2 separate regions of the Mus musculus genome follow, and region 1 is linked to region 2. The links are chromatin contacts, called in public Hi-C maps. All regions are on one chromosome and are shown on one strand. Each heading gives the region's core, a stretch centred on a gene start, on an enhancer-like site or on the middle of the called end of the contact. The rest is flanking DNA. Distances are from core to core; before and after follow the strand shown.

What was found. Hi-C and Micro-C count contacts between places; a contact is called where the count stands out from the background.
Region 1: a contact with region 2 is called in a Hi-C map of muscle stem cells, with 2.3 times the contacts expected there. The contact joins two enhancer-like sites. A contact is called at or near these places in 1 of 15 datasets of contacts at CTCF or cohesin (the NIH/3T3 cell line) and 2 of 484 Hi-C or Micro-C datasets (muscle stem cells and nephron progenitors).

Annotation. Positions count from the first base shown.
Region 1 is chr17:75,248,970-75,253,049 of GRCm38.p6, reverse strand. Ltbp1 (latent transforming growth factor beta binding protein 1) reads right to left here. Exons shown (of 34, transcript NM_019919.4): 8 at 4,054-4,080; 9 at 635-706. Among named protein-coding and RNA genes, the nearest start is that of Rasgrp3, 180 kb to the left of the region's middle. Within about 2 kb of position 1,634, at least 38 of the 459 cell types and tissues checked have an H3K27ac peak or open chromatin away from gene starts, as enhancers often do. A contact at or near this core is called in muscle stem cells, where this site is marked.
Region 2 is chr17:75,025,231-75,029,311 of GRCm38.p6, reverse strand. The region is part of intron 2 of Ltbp1 (latent transforming growth factor beta binding protein 1); the gene reads right to left. Among named protein-coding and RNA genes, the nearest start is that of Ltbp1, 22 kb to the right of the region's middle. Within about 2 kb of position 1,786, at least 14 of the 459 cell types and tissues checked have an H3K27ac peak or open chromatin away from gene starts, as enhancers often do. A contact at or near this core is called in muscle stem cells, where this site is marked.

The DNA of each region.
Region 1 (4,080 bases), core at 385-2,884, 220 kb before region 2:
AGATATGCTTTCAACTCTACCCAGCCACACAGAAGACATCTAACCTCTCAGTGTGGCTTTAGGTTTTTCACTTCTAGGCCCAAGACTTGATAAATTATGAGGTCTTCCCAGTATCTACAACTTCCCTATGATGCTAAGAAAATGAAGCAAAGTACTCAGGGCATCTCACATTTAAGGCTCTGGCTTTTCTGGCTGCCTAGAGGACACCTGTTCAGGCCAGTATTTAGTTCTTACAAAATCTGAGATGGGTAGCAAAATACTCATGGGAGGAGAAAAGGGAACTGTGTTGTAGATGATAGGTCAGCAGGGAAGTACCTCGGCTAAGCAGGCACAGGTGCGGGTACCCGTGCACACATAGAACATAACCAGTGTGGGGACCCGGGTCTGCTCAGTGCTAGCCACGCTCCTGCAGGGTTTTGCCACAAGTTAAGAAATGGTAAGCATTCCAGTAGCTTGAAAGAGTAAGTAAAAACTTTACCAATCACATATCAGTATGCCCTTAGCCACCTGGAGAGAGCAGGACATCACACATCTACCATGTAACTGTCACATGCTGGGCCCCGGAGCATCATGTGACAAAAGAACTCAAGCTTCTACCCAGGGGGTCCACATCAGTACATTCCAAAAGCCTTACCTTGACAAAAGGTGTTGTTAACCCGTTTATATCCTTGTAGGCATTCCATCATTTGAGTATATCCATGATAGGCTGTAAATGGCGGGAAGAAAAGCATTCATTATGATTTAAGTTCTTGTGATCGGAAGCTGCTAGATGTGGTGCCATTTACCACACCAATAGATTGACCATTTACAAGCTATGAGTACCAACAGAGACTTCCGCCTCATGCTTGCATGCTTGTTCTCAGTGTGCTTCCTATTGCACTAGCTGTATTCCTAGGAAGTTGACAGGAAACCTTTACTGTATTAACTGAACGTTAAGACTGCTTTGTATTATCTTCTAATTCGTTATTAAATATTCCCATCATAAGATGCATTCCCCTACAGATACTTGTTTCAAGAAACAGTGGGCTAACAGGGGAAACATTGGCATGTGGAAGTTGCTTCATTCATCCATTGGCCTCAAGTCCAGTGTTGTCCCCTACAATGAAGACACCAATGTGGGTGCCTACAGAAACCGGGACCTCAGTTGCGAGTCCTTCAGTGACAAAAGGATCATATTCAGCAGTCTCTTCAAGGCATGGAGCCAGACCAGATGACCTTGTCTCCCTCTGCTTAGGATTCTAAGCCAATTTTCTTCTAAAACTTTGAGGAGACAATCGACTTGTTCACACTAAGCACATCGCTAATAGATGATAAACTAGTTAATGAAACAATTTGTAGATTTAAAATTGAGTTTTCAATAGCAAAAAGAAAATTATTGACAATGAAAGGTTTTTGCATGAGGCTAAACAAAACTTCATTAAATGAAAGCCACGTGAAAGTTGAGGTTTGAACTATTTGGAGAAAAACAAAACAAAGTACAAACTAAACAAGGTCATGGAACCCCAACCATCATATATAGAAGCCAAGGACCGTCTGCTCTCTTCCAGCATGAATACCATTTAGAGAGTAGTGCCAAACAAGGGAAGGAAAGATCTTAAGAAGAATGTGACCTTGAGTGTGCTGCTTGCTGGTGAGTCACTTCAGACAGTATAAGCACAGCAAATGCCAGGATGTGAGAGTTCACCTCACTCCTCATCCCTACCACTCTGAAACCAAAGCCATCTCTTCAATTCAGACATCAAATGAGCCACGGGCTTATTTTCACCAACGTTTTTGTTAAAAAGGGCGACTCTGTACTTTCCCATTCCGCTGAAGTCATCGTCAGTACTGAGCTGTGGCGCTAACAACACCATATAAAGCAGTGGGTTCCTGCCCAGATGATGCAATGCTAGAAACAAATGGCTGGAGGTCAGGAATAATAATAGCCTTAGGAATTAAGGGGGGAGATGATGTGAACCCCTTTACTCCTAACATCTGTCACTCTCGGCTCCTTTGGAATTTAGAAAAGAGAAAAAAATAGAAATAGCTAAGATTGGAGAAAAGGCACAAAGCAGCCAACAAATGGAAAAAGAAAAATAAAGGGGAAGAAGAAAAATATATAAAGAAACAGAAGGAGACCAGAACGCAGGTTGGAGGATCCTCTCTCACCCCCATCCTTAGACCTAACAGGGGGAAACATGTCTCTACCACAACAGCATTAGACAAACACACATGACAAATGAATGGGGCAGATGGCAGTGTGCTTTTAGCCATTTAGATACAGATTCCAGGTTAATGACTCATCAGAATCAACAGCGAATGACAGCGGGAGGCAGTCACGTTTGTGTCACCCCAACTCTAAAACACCAAGTTCTTCAAATAATTTCAAATGTATCCCAGAGGTCCCTTCAGTCAGAGAACCAAAATAATTTAGGTAAACAGGTCTTTAAGTAATGTGGGATCGTTATCATTCAACCAGCCTGCTTCGTGGAAATCCATCTAACTAACCATCATCCGGCCCCCTTGGAAAATCCATGTGAGACATTCTTTGACTACTGAGGATCTCATGGGACTTTTTTCTCTCTTTAAGGAAGAACCAATGTTCACAAACTTTAGCAGGAATTTCTAACAAACGCTAAGTAGTGTCAACAAATTGAATGAATACTTCAGGTAATCAGAGACCCTGTATGTTTGAGAAACTAGGAATCAGAAGGGCAGACAAAGGAAGAGGTGGTTTACAGAAAATTACCATGCTGGGAGAGTAGTTTTAAAAAGACAAGTAGTAGGTTTTTTAGGTTAAACAAAAAGGTTTAAAGGGCAAGTGAGAAGTTGGAGAGATGGCTCAGTAGTTAAGAGCACTTGTTGCTCAGTTTCCAGCATCTACACGGTGGCTCATGCCATACATAACTCTACTTCTAGGGGATTTGACACTTTCTTCTGAACTCTGTGGGTACCAGGCACAAATGGGATACACATATAAGCATGCAAGCAAAACATGCATATATATAAAATAAAAATACTTAAAAGGGTTTTAAAGACAAGCAAGAGTATCAATTCAGTCGATAAATAAACATCATCTGACTGTAGCAAATGAGATGTCCCTTTAAGATGAGAGGGAGAGACAATTATAAAAGTCTTTATAAAAGCTTTATGAAACTGATGACTGAGAAGAAAAAAAGGAAGAAAAAGTCAGTTGGGGGGGGGGGAAGAACAGAAGTTTAATAAAACTCACCCTGAAACAAGTTAGTACTGCCTTTCTAAAATGTGTTTCTTTGAAATCTGTCAGAGTTAAGACTACATTCAAAGACAGAGCTATCATCTTTTGTAGAGAAGAGGGCAATGGATTGATGTAAACCTGGATTTATTCAAGTAACAGTTTCTGTAAAACACTCTGAGGGCTAATCACAGCGTGTTGGCACTAGGGACTGGGGCAGTGCAAAGCAGACTTAAGAAAAAGGGGCCACATATTAGGTTCAATAATTACACATTCTTTTTTCGCAGATCTGTAAGCAATCAATTCCCCATCTGAGCTTCTTTGTATGAAGGAGATCTGCAGCAGAATGAAATGTGTAGCTCAAGTTGAGAAGACTCACAACATTTTCACTTAAAGAGTCTAACCTAATGAATAGTAACTGTACTGACTTTTTTTAAATAGGGTTTGTAATACTCATTCACATATTAAGAGCCATCTACTCCCTATTCCCTAGGGCCTGAAAAGCTGATTTTTTTTTCTCACCAATTCTTCCCAGTACATCCCCTACATACGTAATTAAACTGAGGAAGGTGGCTGGTAACTGTTTAAAAGAAGGAAGAGGAGAAGGAAGAGGAGCAAGAGGAAGAAGAGGAGGAGAATAAGAAGAATAGGAGAAGGGAGAAGAGGAAGAGGAGGACCAGGAGGAAGGGCTGGTATGAAAGTTTTAATGGACTTGCAATGTCTCTAGAAATGCAGGTCGTAGCACTATGCTCTGGAATACAGCCAGTGATTTCTTTGAAGATCTAAGAGACTCATGATTAAGAGTTACGGTAAGAAAAGAGGCTCCCATTAACCACGAGGAATAAGGAGATGTCACTTACATTGTTTCTTGGGGCACTTCTGGCATT
Region 2 (4,081 bases), core at 537-3,036:
GAGCAACTGTGAAGCATAAACAAATACACATTTCAAAAATTGAGGTGAAAATGCAAGGTAATACTGTATGTTTAAATCATTTGTGTAAATTTCATGGTTGCTGAATGATTCTTAACAATGTGAATTTTATTATTGTGAAAAATTTTAAAGAGTGCTCCAATATATTACTGCTTGTTAAAAAAAAAAACAAAAAAAACAAAAACAAAAACAAAAAAAAAACCTCAATCCCTTGGCCCAGCATGCTAACAGGCAGGCTCCAACTGATGTGACTCGATTGGGAATGATAGCAAGGACAGCGACCCTGACCCTGGACCACAGACAGTGAGGAACTTCCTTCCTTCTCTCCTTTCTACCGACATTCTCACGTTTCATCCCTTTCTTCTCTTTTTGCTAGACTCCTTCAAACTACCTTCAGTCAAGAACCCCTCCTCCTCAATCTATACCCCCAGCAGATACACATCACCCTGGCTGCAGGAAGAGTGAGGGATGGCAGCTTTTGTCCTGCATTGACTCAAACATAGCCAACAATAGTCTGTCCATCCTACATCCCTCCCATGTAAGACCTTCCCCTCCCATCACCAAATGCTGTTATCTAGTCCCCTCTCCCTGAGTCTGGACTCCCTCTGCACTAGGCTTCCACCAACCCATTCCCTCCCCAAGAGCACCCTAAAGGCATCAGTCTGATTCTCTACCCTGAGAGCTGAGTCTCGATTCCCTCACAGAATATATGCAAATCGAATTCAATTATCCATATGTATAAGGTGTATCTATGAGATGTTGCTACAGTCAACTGGCTGATGAAAGGCAGCTCTGGCTCACAGTGAGAGAGTCTATCATGTCAAATAAAGTGTGGCAGCAGGAGTACGAGGCTGCTGGGCACATCTGGACAGATAAGGAAGCAGAAAGAGTGGGTCCAGGCTATACATTTCAAGGCCCACCCCCAGCAACCGACACCTTAAGGTTTACTTCCTAAAGGTCCTATAACCTCTGCAAACAGTACTGCCTGCTGGAGAATCAAGAACTCAAACAAACGAGCCTACAGGGGACTTTTAATACCCAGACCACAAAAAAAAAAAAAAAAGGTACAAAATGCAAACCTAATGAACTCAACAGGCTCAGAAGACAAGATGAGAAACTCATTCATTCAAAAAGAACACCAGCTGAATACCAGTCATGCACCAAGCGCGGGGCACACTTGAAGGACACGTTTTGCACTTGACTTGCTTAAAGGGATAGATGAAAAGACTCTCAGAAAGCCAGGAATTAGCATGTCATCCCTTCTTGGCAGAAAAAGCTAGAGATAGATGCTTGGGAAAGAAGAGGCCATCAGAGGCCAGACAGGCTAAAAGTACAAAAAGAACAGAGAGTACAAACCTCTTCCCTAGTTTCCAGAAAATAAAGGAAAGCAATTGGGGAAAAAGACGTAAATGACACTCCTGGTGTGCCCTGGAAAGCCACACGGAATCCAGCCATCCCTGTGCGTCTGCATCCATATGTCTACAACCTGCTCCAGTAGGGACCTGGAACCTTGAGAGAAAGACGGGGACCTTGAGGTATTTAACCCCAAAGAAGAATGCAAGCTCCTAGAGAAAGTCCTGGATGTTGGTGAAGACAGCCACAGATGCTTGCTTGGTTAACCAAATCAGTATTGCTCAACCCCAGGAGGGTGGGAAGATCCTACACTCCCCCCGCCCCCACTGGAATCCCCAGTGACAATCTGAGGCTCATTTTCCCACAGAAATCTCGCCAGGCATGGCAGCTGAGCTCCAACCAGGACAAACACCATCTGTAGTCTGCACAGATCCTGGGAGACAGGAAGATGAAAACAGGCTGGCTCTGAGTCTGAACCCTGCCTTGGGTTCGTGCATCCATAAAACGTGGAGATCCACCGAAACCCTGGTGGAGCAGCTAGCTCAGCATAGGGCCTGGCACAGTTAGGGCTGAGTCTATGACATCATGTTTCAGGAGACCACTCTGTAACAGGCCACCAGACAACAGAGTTCTGTCAAGTACACCACTTGTCCAAACACAGGAGACCTTCTGCATTCCAGATGATAACAATTGAGCCTTTCCACATAATAGCAATAATTATATCCATGCTAGTTTAACAAAACAGAACAACTTATCCAAAATGTAAGACCACTTATAACCAATATCTAGATAGTACTTTTTTCCTGGTACAGGGTCTCACTCTGTAGCCCAGGATGGACCTTAGGACTTCAGATCTTCCAGGAAACTGGGACTGCAGGTGGGAATCACCATATCCAGCCTTCTATAGCGCTTTTCTATCAAGAAATTTGAAAGTGTATCTCCCGTGTTATGATCCCACCCTAGAGGAAACACGTATAGAATTTTGCCAGACTTTTTATAGAGAAAGGTAGAGTCCAGAGACCTCAGAGAGTCTTGCTCGTCTCCTCACTCTGTTGTTCCACTGAATTAGGGCAGGAGTTCCGAGAGACAGAGCTGTCTTACTCTGACCCATCTGGTGTGGCTGAGCTTGAATGTGCTGGATTACTTTCCTGTTCTGGAAAACCACCTACGAAACCTCACTACAACCAAGCTGAGCAATGGCGAATGTCAGAAGAAAAAATGAAAAGAATCCCAACGTTTATTCAGAGTAGAGAAGGGGAGGAAGAGGATGGTCAGGTGGGACACGGAAAGAGAATGACTCAGCCAAAAACCACTAGAAGGCGGGACAGCAGAATAGTTACTGTCATTGGCACTGGTACCAAAAAGACAACCTTTCCCCACCCAGGTGAATCCGGCTGAAGGCACACACACACTAAAAGTGCCTCCCATTTTTTTAAATAATATTTTTTTGTTTGAAGGTTGTGTGCATGTGTACAGCATGTACTGATCATATTTGGCCACCACTATCTCCGTCCAGCTTCTCCTTATGCCCTTACCCTGTCTCCCACCCAACTTCACGTCCTTAGTCATATTGCTATTAACATTAACAGTTGAATCCAGTTAGCTCTGCCCATATGTGCACGGTGTGGTACGAGCAACCTACCACCAAAGAAGGGTGATCTTGTACGAGCAACCTACCACCAAAGAAGGGTGATCTCTCATCCTCAGCGGCCATCAATTGGTAGTAGCTCCTACAATGGGGGCGTAGGGGGGAACTCTTCCTCCTTCGTGCTGGAATTTTGATTGGCTTAACCATCCCAGAAGACGTGAAGTATTAAGTGGTGCTGCCTCTCTCGGCTGACAAACACCAGGACTCTGAGCTGTGCACAGAGCCACCCCCTCTCTCTCTATGGCACACCTCACAGCGTATGCTCTCTGTAAGTGGCATCCTCGCTGGAGACCTCTGTGGAATGGCCTGAGAAGTTAAACTCATTAAAAACATATGGAAATTCCTTCATAATCCCAAATGTACCCCCTGAGAATAAAAAAGAGAGAGAGAGAGAGAGAGAGAGAGAGAGAGAGAGACCTAAATCAAATGTCTCAGAAAATTCTTCAGGGCTCTTTTGCCAATCTGTGATCCAATGCTCTGACCTAGATTCTGTGTTAAAGAGGAGGACGATCCTTGGATAGGGTTCCGTAATGATCCCCCCAAATTCTTAACAATCAAATCTAAATCATCTCTTTTTTTTGTTGGTGTTTTTTTGGGAAGGAGGGGTGTCAAGGCAGGTTTTCTCTGTGTTGTTTTTCCTTAGCTGTTGGAGAACCCTGCTGTTAGGGTCACAGTCCACCAAGTTGGGAGAGCTCTCTCCGAGCTCAGTGCAAACTGGAGGATTCCCTTTCTCGTCCTGACCCTGTCTGGAATAGAGCATAGAAGTTTTATCTGAAGCCCCTGTGCAGAGCTCTCTGCAAACTCTGCACAACTCCACACGCAAGCCCTGCTCTGTCTGGCTCCCCACCCTAGTGATAATTAGGTACTTCGTTATAACCAATCAACCCGTTCCATCCACACCCCTAAGAGTTCTCATATACCCTACCTACTCCTGGGACAACAAAGAGCGCTGTCTCACTGAAGCTGTCTCCAGAAGCCCTTCCACGGTACTCACAGCTGTCTGATCCCTGCTTGATGCGTCTGTTCCCTCCACCCTCATGGTCCACTGGCCAGTGACTCTCC